Regions from separate parts of the Mus musculus genome. Here region 2 is linked to region 1. Evidence: chromatin contacts called from public HiCAR-type data. All regions are on one chromosome and are shown on one strand. Each heading gives the region's core, a stretch centred on a gene start, on an enhancer-like site or on the middle of the called end of the contact. The rest is flanking DNA. Distances are from core to core; before and after follow the strand shown. Region 1 has its middle 29 kb from the start of 1700112M02Rik. Region 2 has its middle 12 kb from the start of Gm40999.

Evidence for each region. HiCAR-type assays count read pairs that join an accessible place to other places.
Region 2: a contact with region 1 is called in a HiCAR-type map of kidney, with 6 times the contacts expected there. The contact joins two enhancer-like sites. A contact is called at or near these places in 2 of 15 datasets of contacts at CTCF or cohesin (pro-B cells and stem cell-derived epiblast-like cells), 9 of 484 Hi-C or Micro-C datasets (cerebellum, embryonic fibroblasts, embryonic stem cells and 2 more) and 5 of 115 datasets of contacts at active chromatin or transcription factors (astrocytes, embryonic stem cells, kidney and 1 more).

The regions. Positions count from the first base shown.
Region 1 is chr13:71,455,168-71,461,185 of GRCm38.p6, forward strand. No RefSeq gene overlaps it. Among named protein-coding and RNA genes, the nearest start is that of 1700112M02Rik, 29 kb to the right of the region's middle. Within about 2 kb of position 3,519, at least 50 of the 459 cell types and tissues checked have an H3K27ac peak or open chromatin away from gene starts, as enhancers often do. A contact at or near this core is called in kidney, where this site is marked.
Region 2 is chr13:71,795,288-71,801,305 of GRCm38.p6, forward strand. No RefSeq gene overlaps it. Among named protein-coding and RNA genes, the nearest start is that of Gm40999, 12 kb to the left of the region's middle. Within about 2 kb of position 3,219, at least 5 of the 459 cell types and tissues checked have an H3K27ac peak or open chromatin away from gene starts, as enhancers often do. A contact at or near this core is called in kidney, where this site is marked.

The DNA of each region.
Region 1 (6,018 bases), core at 2,269-4,768:
TTGTGCAAGGAGAAGACAAAGACTGACTTAAAGCACCAGTGGCATTGTTGAGTGGTGAAGGGTCTTCTCAGTTATTGGCCAAAGCCTTTATTTTTTATTTTTATTTTTTTGCCTTTTCTTTTGAGGCATAAATGAAAGGACCCACAATCAGGTCAGTATCTACCTAAGAGGCAGGACCCTAAGTGTTACCCTGCCTGTCAATCACTCTCCATCAGCATCCACGATGACCACAGGCTGTAATGCCAATGACTGGTTCTCCATGAACACAAGGGAAGGACTTCCCAGCACTCTATAGCAGGATGGTCCCTGTGCACAGGACAGTTCTGGCCTCTTCTGGAATCTGACTTCAGAAGCTGAGACTCGCCGTGGAGAACATTCTGTGCCTTGTCCCCAGTTTGGATTTTGGGAGAACGATCACGAGATCCCATGCTCAGAGTTGGGCAGGATTATCCCAACATTTTCTGATGAAGAGATTTTGTTCTCTGGATCCTGTGGATAAGAACACTGGCGAGCTACCATGAAAAACCCTGTAGGCTGGATGGGGTCGTGGAATCCCTTCCCGAGAGAACACTTTATGAAATTGTGAATGAAGTACATATACCTTTTTCACCCACATCGATGCTCAGAACAAGGCTTTCCTCATTACCAGGAGATGCTGGACTCCAAAAGCTTCCTTTGCGCACCAGGACCTGATGGACTCAGCTAGCAGTCATTTTTTTCCTGACTTACAATCTCACACGTGCTCACAGGGGTCTTTGTCAGAATTCAGGACTTTCATTTCTGGATCCTTTCTGCAATTCATTTAGGATTATTTCACACAGCATATGTAATTTGTTTACACTGTCACATAAAACTCCAAGGATGAAAACACCAAATAGCATTTGCACTTATTCTATGATTGGTGAGGGTCGTGCTACTAGCTTTAGGCTGTTACTGATGCTGCAGAACTCTGTTCTGAACACAGGTTTACATAGAGCAGGGGCACGAACTGTGAGACCTTGAATGGGATAATTAGGTTCTATGAGCTTCTACCCACCACTAATATTTTCCAAAATGGTTACACCATTTTGGGGTAACAACTGAGGGTTTGTGGGCAGATATTCAGCCAAGTTATGTGACAGAAACACTGCTTATTTGTGTAGCGGCACAGCCTTTGGGACATTGCTTTGGGGTACATTTCCCTGAGACCTGTGAGGCCCTGTTCTTCACTTGTTGGCTGCCATACTGCACTGAGACTTCCTGTGAGCTATAGTTAGCTATGACCCTGACTTATTTTGAATCGGACATTCTTTGTTATTCTGCTGAGGGTAAAGAGTGATGTGATGAAGCCTTGTCAAGTCTTGTAGTCTCCTCAGTTTCCCTCTTGGCTTAGTCATGATATCCAATGAGAGGAGGTGTCTCTTTTTGCTTCCCTCTTCTAGCTGAAGAAGAGGAGGAAGAGACCAGTATGCTCTATTCTCTCCAAATGAAGTAGCAATTATTCCTATGAGCTGTGTAAAAAATGTTGAGATACTTTTAAGAAAAATCTTGAACTTGAACAAATAGTCTCTGCATCCAGAGCCTGTCCTTGCCTCTGCCTTACTTACACTGAAGTGGTCATGGCCTCTGAGTCTGATTCTGCAACTGTGTCTTTAAACACCCTTCGTACCTCCCTCAGATAACCTGTACTGCTGACAGAATCTGAGATGGGTGGCTTTTCTCATCATAGCATCTAGAATAGCCTCAATGTATACATGGCAGCACACACTCTTCCTGCAAGAGCTACAGAGGAAGTCAGAACCCTGGGTTTCTTTGCAGACCCTCTTCTCTTTTGCATCTCAGGTACGTATTTACCTACAGAAATCATAACAAAGGCATTGTTTGTCTCAAAAGAATGAGTGTATGGTGAGGGAAATGTAATGTTTGTTTGGATTTTTGCAGACTTTCAGCAGGTCCAAGAACCTGGGGGATTTTTTTTCTTCCTTCTTTTCTTTCCTTCTTCCTTTCTTTCTTTCTTTCTTTTTTTTTTAAAGAACTTCTCTGAGTTTAAAATAGAAAGTCACTTTTACAACTATGAAAAATAGGGTTCCCTGCCTACTAAGGAGCATGATTAAACCTCCTGCAGCTTCCATAAAACACTTTATTTAGCTGCTCTTTGCATTTTGAATGCCGTCATTCTTTAGGGGCATAATTTGTTTGTGGAAAATATATTTTTGCTTTATATTGGGTTTTATACATTGTTTTTTATAGACCTTTAATTGCACGAATTTCTGTACAAATTGGTCGGGGCCTCTGCATATAGTTCTCTCTCTCTCACTAGTTCTCTCTCTCTCTCTCTCTCTCTCTCTCTCTCTCTCTCTCTCTCTCTCTCATTGTTGTCCAGAATCTGTGAACAAACACCACATTTTATTACAAGTCATTCTTGGAACACATGAACTTCTTTTATAATCACACATCTATGAATCTGTATAGGCGGGGCCAGAGAGATGGCTCAGTAGTTAAACATGTCTACTGCTATTGTACAAGCAAGTCCTTCGGTACCCAGAATCCATGTTGAATGGCTCACAACATGGGATGCTGTGCTCCTGGGGCCACACTCTGGCCTCTGGTAAGTACTACCTGCTACAGACAGGAAGCTGTGGGGCAGCAGCTCCTCCCCTCTACAGTGCAAATGCAGGTCTCCACAGTTAGAAGCACTCTTGGCCAGTGCTATCCTGTAGGGAGGTAAGGGAAAGGCCAATTTTCACCCATGGCCTGAAGGGCAGGGGAAAGTGTGAACGTGTGGAGTGAAACACCCATGTCTGCCCTGCACGGTCACAAGAGGCCCATCTCGCCTTACTGCATTGCTCTGATTGGGGCACAGGTCCAGCTTAGATTAAAGGGTGACAAAGGTGCACAGAATTATGTGCTTCAAAGCCCAACAGAACGTGGAAAATCAGTTGGTTCTACTTTTAAATATCTTCCTGTGTCTCTTTGTTTGAGACTGGCTTGAACCTTCCCTCTTGGGACAGGACACTTAGCTGTGTTTTACACACACACACACACACACACACACACACACACACACACCTGCTTTAGCCTGGCTTGCTCAACACTAACAGATTGGTGTGGTAGCATCACGTCTGGCTTTGGGCTCAGAGGCTGGCAAGTTTCTGTTACAAGCATCCACACAGACCACACATTTCTTTGAAACAGCTTCTCCTTTTTGTCTTTCTTGACTGTGAGAACCTGATTTCCGGTTACAAGCCGGGCACAGCTTAGCTGTAGGGTAGTAGAGGCCAGGATCCTGCCTTGTTGGGAGAGCCAACAACCAAGACTTACCTGCTCTGTTTCAGGGACTGCCAGGCATCTGCAAATACTCCCAAAAAATTCTCTAGGAAGGCAGAGGGAGGAGGAGCGCCCGCGTCGGGGCCGCATTTGCGCATGTCGGCCTGTAGGGGGTGCAAGCGCTCCACTGCGGCCCTGCGGACGCCTGCGTGCAGGGTCAGACCCCACGCTGAATAGGCCTTTATCATGGAACAGAGCCGGCTTTCTAAGGATCCAGCCTTTAAGAAAGGGATCAAATCAGCATGCGTTTTGACAGTGTAAGCTGCAGTCTTCAACTCAAAGCCCTGAGCGAGAACTCAGAGAAGGAGGGAGCCCTTCCTCAACCGTGAAATACCGTCCAAATTCCCCAGCGCTGCATCTGCAGGATCATTCCAGTAGATTCCAAGAGCAGTGGCTCCCCAGCCACGCATTCACAAGCCGGCTGCTTTTTGCAAGTGGAGGAAACACAGCCAGAGGCTGCATCTTTGGAAAAGAGCTGCTTCAAGATCTCTGGGAATGTGGGATCGTCCTGTTTTTCATCGGGTCAGAGAGGGAGGGACTGGGTTTTTTTGAGTCCCTACTTAAAATGACTAAGCGAGTTCTCTATGGTGAGAACCCTTTAGAAGGTCCACTGTAAGTCTCCATCCTAGCAAGCCAGCTCAGAAGCTAGAAAGCCATTTTGGGGCCACACCCTGGTCTCCAGAGTGGACTCCCAGGATGCTGGGAGTCTGCAGGGGCAGAGTCCAGGTTCACCTAACGCAAGTGGTCAGTGGTGCGTGGCTGATACCCGCATAAGAGGCCGCTGGCCCGTGGGCCACCTCTGCTCCTCCTGGACCCTCCATTCAGACGCCATTACTCAGCACATTTGAAGAGCGGGTACTTGAATAAGAGCACTTAAGAAAATGAAGGAAGGCTTTATCTACTCTTGTCTCAAATAACCAGGCAGAGGGGATTACCGTTAGAGAGGACGGAACAAAAGCAGAAAAATCATTTGTGGTGATAGAAATGGGAACTTAAGCAAAGACTCTTAACGTATGCTTCTATCAGATCCTCAAATTAACTTTATTGTTAGGAAAGAAAGGAAAAAAAAACCCCACCATTTAAGAACAGCCTTTCCACAGGGAAGTCATGAGGTGGGGGGGTGGATGGGTGGGGGAGGGGGAGTGTGTGTGTGTGGGGGGGGGCACGCAGTCCAAGAGAACGTTTGGAAGCCACTGAGACTGGTACTTGAGACTGAGGGGTAACAGTTTCCCAGCACTAAAGGGGTGTGCTTTGAAGCTGTCTTAGCACTGGGGGATTTTCATGGAGATCATGTAAACATACTGCAAATTTTTATTTTCAGAGTTTTCCAGGTTGTAGTGCCAGAAAGACCTGCACAGCAGCACACTGCTAATACGGTTGCTAAGTGCGCCAGAGCACCTGGATGTTTTGGAAATGTAGATATCAAAGTAAAAGCAAAGACAAAGACGATGGCAAAGTGTAATGTTTTAGGTCGCCTGGTTCCCTTGCTTTCTTCTACTTACTGTAATCTTGTCCATTGGTTTCCGAACAGAGAGATGATTACAGAGGGAAAGCATGGCCTCCAGGATCCCTGTGTTCACAGGGGCTTCTGAGCTCTGATGGCCCGACCAAGGGCTCTCTGCCTACATGTCCACCTTCATAGGAAAATGACCCTGATATCCAGCCACGGACTGACACTGAGAGCCCCGCGCCCCACCACAGAACCTTCTTTATATTTCTCATAATCTACGGAGCATTGATCCTCTGGGGACTCCGTACATCATACTGACATTCTTTTCTCAAGCTAATGGTTTGTTTTATTATCTGAGAAGTGTCTCTGTTGAACTGTTATTTTAACCCCACTGTGACCGTGGAATTGCATTTCATCCAGAAGCCAGCAGAGGCAAAACCCCAGCGACCCGCTGGTTCAGGGTGGACACTGGAAGCACGCCCCAGAGAATGAAAAATAGGTTTGCATCTTCCTGCCAGACTTTCCTAATTCCACCTCTTTCAATCCAGTGTTTAAATACATTTCTGTCCCTTTGAACTCTTCGGTGACTGAGAATAACATGGGTATATCTAGAATGGATTCTCTTGGGAGTTGAAATCGATTTTTAGGTTTCCTTTTTTCTTTTCTTTTTTTTTTTGTTAATTTATTTATTTTATTTTTTTATTGGTTATTTATTGACATTTCAAATGTTATCTCCTTCCCAGTTTCCCATTCACTAAACCTCTATCTCCTCCCCCTCCCCCTGCTTCTATGAGGGTGCTCCCCCACCTGCCTACCCACTCCTACCTCAGCACCCTAGCATGTCCCTACCCTGGGTCATAGAGCCTGTACAGGACCAAGGGCATCCCCTCCCAGTGATGCCTGATAAAGCAATCCTCTGCTACGTATCCAGCTGGAGCCATGGGTGCCCCCATGTGTACTCTTTGGCTGGGTTTTCTAAGCATTAGTCTTTTGACTTGTCTTCATTTTTTTTTTTTTTTTGTTGTTAGTTTGCTCTTTTCATACTTACGTGTTTTTTTGTTTTGTTTTGTTTTTGTTTTGTTTTTTGTTTGTTTGTTTGTTTGTTTGTTTTACCTTAGGAAGACTGAGTATTCAGGTATTCCCTTAGCATCTCAGAATGGATCCTGCCAATATCTAAGGAAGAAGTAGGATTAAACATTCCTTTTTCTGAATTTACCTTCAAATGTATGAAATGTTGTGGTGAGATATTTTACCTGATCTCA
Region 2 (6,018 bases), core at 1,969-4,468, 340 kb after region 1:
TGAAACAGGCAGAGTCGTACTTGTAAAAAATCACACAATCATCCGAATAGTTGCAGAAAAGATAATTTGACAAAACCCAACATACCTTCACGATGAAAATCCCACAGTAAGAAAATGTTTATTGAACATTTTTAATGCATGTTCTTATCCACAGTAAGAAAAATGTGAAACTACCTTTATTATAAACACCGCACAGAGTAGGGCTACAGTGAAAGTGTATAATATAACAAAAGCTATATATGAGAAATTGACAGACAACATCATCCTAACTGGAGAGTGAAATGACACAACCGAGGTCAGGAGTGAGACTTGGCATCCTCTCTCCCTACTGCTCTCCAGAGTTGTAGGAAAAGCACTAGCTGCTCAATAAGGCTAGAGAGTCAAATGGCAGGAATACAAATAGGAAAAGAAGAAGTCAAACTGTCCCTGTTTGCTGATTATATGACAGTATGCATGAGATCCAAAACATACCAGAAAACTTACAGAGATGATTTAAAAATAATGCAGCAATGTGGTGGGATGCAGAATTAACTTGTAAAAGTCAATGGTGTTTTCATATACCAATACAAAACATACAAAATGCTTATAGACACACTCCTATTCATAATAACCACAAAAAAAAACCTCTATGAATAAAACTAACCAAGGAGATGAAGGACACCTACGAGGGAAACTTTAATACCTTGAAGAAAGAGAAAGACTAGAAAATAGAAACAAATCCTATGCTCACAGAGTTGATAAAATTGATATTATAAGTAAAATACCCAAAGGAATTGGCAACCTACTTCACAAATGCTTATTCATCCATACTCATTGCTGCCCTATTCACAATAACTAGGAAATCGAAACAACCTCAATGTCCTTCAACCGACACATGTATTATGAAAGTGTGGTGCACATACACCGTGGAATACTATTTAGAGGTAAAAAAAAATATTGAGTCACGGAATTTGTAGGTACATGGATGGAACTAGAAATATGTATGAAGTAACCCAAACATGAAGACACACATGACACACATCCTTTCTCGTCTGAGGCTTTTAGCTCCTTATATTCAGATGTGAATATATAACCCGGAGTCGTTGCAGAAACTGGGAGGGTAAAGGGAACATTGTTGGGAATGGGGCATAGGAGGAATAGAGAGGGGAACTGCAAGGTACATGGGATCGAAGTGAGACATGGGAAATCGGTGATGGGGGCTTACCTTAGAGACAGGAAGGAGATAATTACAGAAGGAGAGAATCAGAAGAATTTCTATGTTTCTTAAAGATCATAGGGCATCACAGAATTAATAACTCACCATTAAAAAACATCCCCATGACTCGTGTAATTCTTGGTATCATGCTGAGAATGGGGAAAATATTCGTTCCCAGGAAAAAGCATAGCAACAGGTTGCCCAATGATCAGCCGTGAAAACGCACATCTAAGTCACATTATACAGACTGAGCAGGATATAGTCAGAAGTATATGTATATACGTATATGCATGTAATAGCAAATAATGCAGAAAGAGGCCATGTATTTGAAGGAAAACAAGGACAGGTTTCGTCAGACGATTTGGAGTGAGGAAAAGAAATAGAGAAATATTGTAATATATTATAATTTCAAACATTTTAAAAGGGGGAGGCAGAATGCTTGTAAGAGACAGAGGATCAGGGAGCTTGCTGTTTGCAATGTCAGAATCCATGCCCATAAAGTCTCACCAACATGAGTACCCAAACGTGAGATGAATTAAGACACGACTTGTTGGAACACAGTCCAAGAATGGAGTCCTGTGAGGAGAATTCTGAGTGAGAAGCTCCAACAAGAAAAGACAAGAGTCTTGTGACCTTAGTTTCTTTAAAAAAACTCTTTTTGAAGGAAAACAGAATTCATCTTGGCTTGTGCTTTTCTGACCCTCTCAGATGTACCAGATAGGAGTGAGTTTACTTTAGATTATCCATTATAACTAGATAGTGTTATTTATCTATGTGCCTCTATGGGAACCCATATTTCTGCCATATTTAGCTTGTGTGCTGTGTGTGGCTTACCCACCATGTTCAGCTTGCAGTTGTGATTGTACATTTTTCTCACATGGCTCCTCTTAACCCTCAAAGTGTAAATGGTCTGAGGCTATAAATAAAGTTGGCAATTGCATGTTAGGCTCCATTCTCCCAGATTCCATCACCATTAGAGCAGTAAACAGATACCAGTAGACACACTAACATGGATGGCAATAGAGGTGGGGAAAGCTCAGGAGTCAACCCTAGACAAAGAATACAGGCAACTCTAGGAATGCAGGGGGTGTGAAAGATAACCTTATTCATGCCAACTGCATATCCAATATCAAATGGTCAGCCCTGAAAACATATACATATGAGTAACATTATACAGACAGAAAAAATTGCATTTAGGAATACACACACACACACACACACACACACACACACACACACAAACTCCACCACCACCACCACCACCATCACCACCACCACCACTACCACCATCAATTTTTAAAAACAGGTCATGAATCTGAAAGAGAATAAGGAGGGGTCTATGGGAGGGGTTAGAGCAAGTAAAGGAAAGAAGAGAAATGATGTAATTATAATCTCAAAAGAAAGAAAGAAAGAAAGAAAGAAAGAAAGAAAGAAAGAAAAAAGAAAGGAAGGAAGGAAGGAAGGAAGGAAGGAAGAAAGAAAGAAAGAAAGAAAGAAAGAAAGAAAGAAAGAAAGAAAGAAAGAAAGAAAGAAAGAAAGAAAGAAAGAAAGAAAGAAAGAAAGAAGTTAGGGCAGTTTTTGACAAATATTCCCCAGATCCATAGCATAGTTCCAAACAGGACGTCTGTGAAAACAGCTGACTCTGTGTTATGGATAACCACCATGATCTGAATTCTGAAGCTGATCTGTCTCTGAGGCAGCTGAAGGTTATCATCAGAGTGCTTACTGAAACCCTGCTAACCCCTAACACGGAGAGTCTAAGTGTGGTGTGTTATGAGGCCTCTCACACATCAAGGACGTTAGTCACCATTGCTCCAGCCCCCTGCACTCTGGCGTCTCTTCTTCCTGCCTGCGGACTTGGGTTCAGGCACCTCCTCAGGACTCAGTCAGGTAGAAGCTCAGTGGAAGGACAGCCTGGCTGCATTTCCATTCTGTTTCTCAAATCTCACTCCAACCCCCTACAGTCTGTCCTCTCTTCACCTTGGTCTTGTTGATATTCATAAGGAAGAAGTGTTTAGCACATGACTGAGCTTTCCCACGGCCGCCACAGATGTGTACCTCGCCCTTGACTAAGTACAGGTCAGAGTTAGATTAGGTTGGTGGCTGGCTGCTCTTTAATAATTTATCCCATTAAAATTCAACATGTTCTGCAGAGACTTTTATGGGACCATGAAATTCTTGCAGTGACCCAATGTATCGAAGTTCTGTAGGTTCTGTGGAGAGCTGATTGCTTCTTGTGGCTAGTCCATTGGTGTGGGGTTCATTCTGTCAACCACTTTTAACCACAATACAGTTCCAGAATCCCTTTTGTTCAGTGTTTTTATTTTTTACTATGAAGACATGCTGCTTAAGGAAGGCTCCCATCCTTAAGAGGTTCTGGCAGAAATGATTGCCAGCTATCCCAAGCCACAAAGTTTAATTATCAGAGGTGAGACTGGGGAATTCCTAGTTCATGCTTGTAATAAGATTTAAACAAAGTTTCATCTATTCCAGGTTACAAATGGTAGTGTTTCCCACAGAACAATGGCATTGCCCTCATATGTAAATGCAAACATTTTCTGTAAAATATGCATGCCCAAGTCAAGTTTTTCAAAAAACTTTGAGTCTTCTTTTCTAGTACAGCACAGTTTGACCTCTTTCTGACTGCTACAAATTGCTTATATTTCCAGATCAGTAGTTCCTATGAGCTCTCATATGTGCCCTGCAGAAGGAGTAATGAAAGTAACTCAACTTTCATTACCAGGGAAAATGCCCATGGTTTTAAGTGTCTTTTTATAGTGGTAATGTTTGGTTTTAATATTTAATAAACACAAACCACCTTAAAAAAAAACCACCACATTCTGTCCCATCCCTGGAAAGACAGCAAGAGCTGACTGAGGCTGTACAGGTAAGGTTTTATCTGATGGAACTGAAAAGCTTTGGATAAACTTCAAACTCAGATCCGGAGCCCAGATGTCTCTGGTCTGCAGCCTCAGCTGAGCCAGCCCCAGATAACTGCCTGCCTCGAAGAAATACAAATTCCAAAAACGGAGACTTTCTCAGCTGTAGAGAAGTGACTCATGGGTTTCAAATCTACAGATGAAGCAGCAACTTGGTTTGTTGATAAAAATAAATATAAGTCAAGGGTAAATAGCACACATGACTCTCTTACTGGAATCAACATCAGAAAACAAAATGCTCAGAAAATTCTTTGAAGACAGTTAAGTAAATGATGCCATTGAGCAGAGGCCCTGGACTTCCTGCAGAACCTCATGTGCCCAGTGTATCTTTGAGGAAAATAAAATCTTATTATTAAGTGGCTCAGAGAAGAGGAGTCAAAGGTTACTTATTTTTCTTTGAAAAGCATTTCCTTCTCTTGACTTTCACAGCCATTTAGTGACATAGATTTATAGCAATCAATTCTAGAACCCACAGAGCTCCTGGGTTGGTGGGCTCTGGCCTTTTTCAGTCCTGATTTTTGTTGCGCGCGCTCTCTCTCTCTCTCTCTCTCTCTCTCTAGTGCTAAGAACTAGCTGGGCAGAATTGTTGGAAACAGATGAACACTGGCATTTAAAGAAGTTAAAGGCATCCTCTGAGAAGTTGAGTTTCAGGAAATAAGTCAGAGAAACACATAGGATAAAAAGAAAATGTATTCACCCAGCTGGAATCTAGAGAACCCAGAGAGTAATGAATAGGATTCATAAATGTTTCATATCATGTGCACGATTATACTGTTTGATTATATTTGTTGCCTAATTATATCAGGTTCATTTGTATGTCACAGCAGTTACACAGTCAGGGGGACTCTTCCAAATGTGTCTGCCACCTCCTTCAACATATTAGATCACATATCCATTCTGGTCAATGTTTACAGAAAACTCTCCCAGAACTGGGTCCTGATAGCTTTCAATAAGATGGCATCAGAACTAAGTTTCATCCTGAGCAGAATCAGGTCAACCTGCCCAGGGAGATAACTCCAGCTGTATACAGGAAGGTGATGTGCAGACGTTTTCCAGACCTTAACCCAGTGCAGAACTATTGTTGTTTTAAATTTAGACCTTCTGATTATGGCAACAGTGTCTATGCAATTGTGTTAGGAGCTAGTAACACACACGGAAGAAGGCAATTAATTGTGTTTGTTACTTTTCTCATTTATTTAATGTAAGTTGTCGGATAAAAGCAAGTCAAATAAGAAAGGGTTTGTTTTGTTGAAGGCATGCAGCAAGGGAGGCAGCTGGCCATGTTGGAGGATAGCAGCAAGGGAGGCAGCTGGCCACGTCACATTTGCAATCAACAAGCTGAGAGAGAACACAGATGCTTATCTGTTTTGGTTTTCTCTGTCTTCCCCTTTTATTCAGTCTAGGACCACTACCCAGGTGCTATGTCCACCAACTACAAAGTGGATCTTCCTCAACTTCTGTTTCTTTCTGGAAATACCCTCATAGGTATGCCCAGAAGTACAAAACACCCACTCCCAGGACTGTTTATAAATTCTGTCAGGATGGCAGCAAAAATCAACCACATCAGCTAAAGAAGAAACTGTGGCATGCTGTATATACAGTATTCTTCACACAACAAATCACTGAGTATCGGACATTGGGAAACAGGAAATACCTACTAACAATCCTAAATCTGCATGGGAATGTGGACCGCAACATGGTTTCATTCAGTAGGCACTACCCAGAGGAATGTGTGAATTGGTGTACTCCCTAGGATGCTAACTAGCCCATCTCTGTGCTAAGCAGGATGGCGAACATGAAGCATCATGGGAAAGCCTCCTTGCATTCCACTCTCATGACATCATACTGCCCACACACCAAGTTCCCCTTCTGAGCATGGCATTT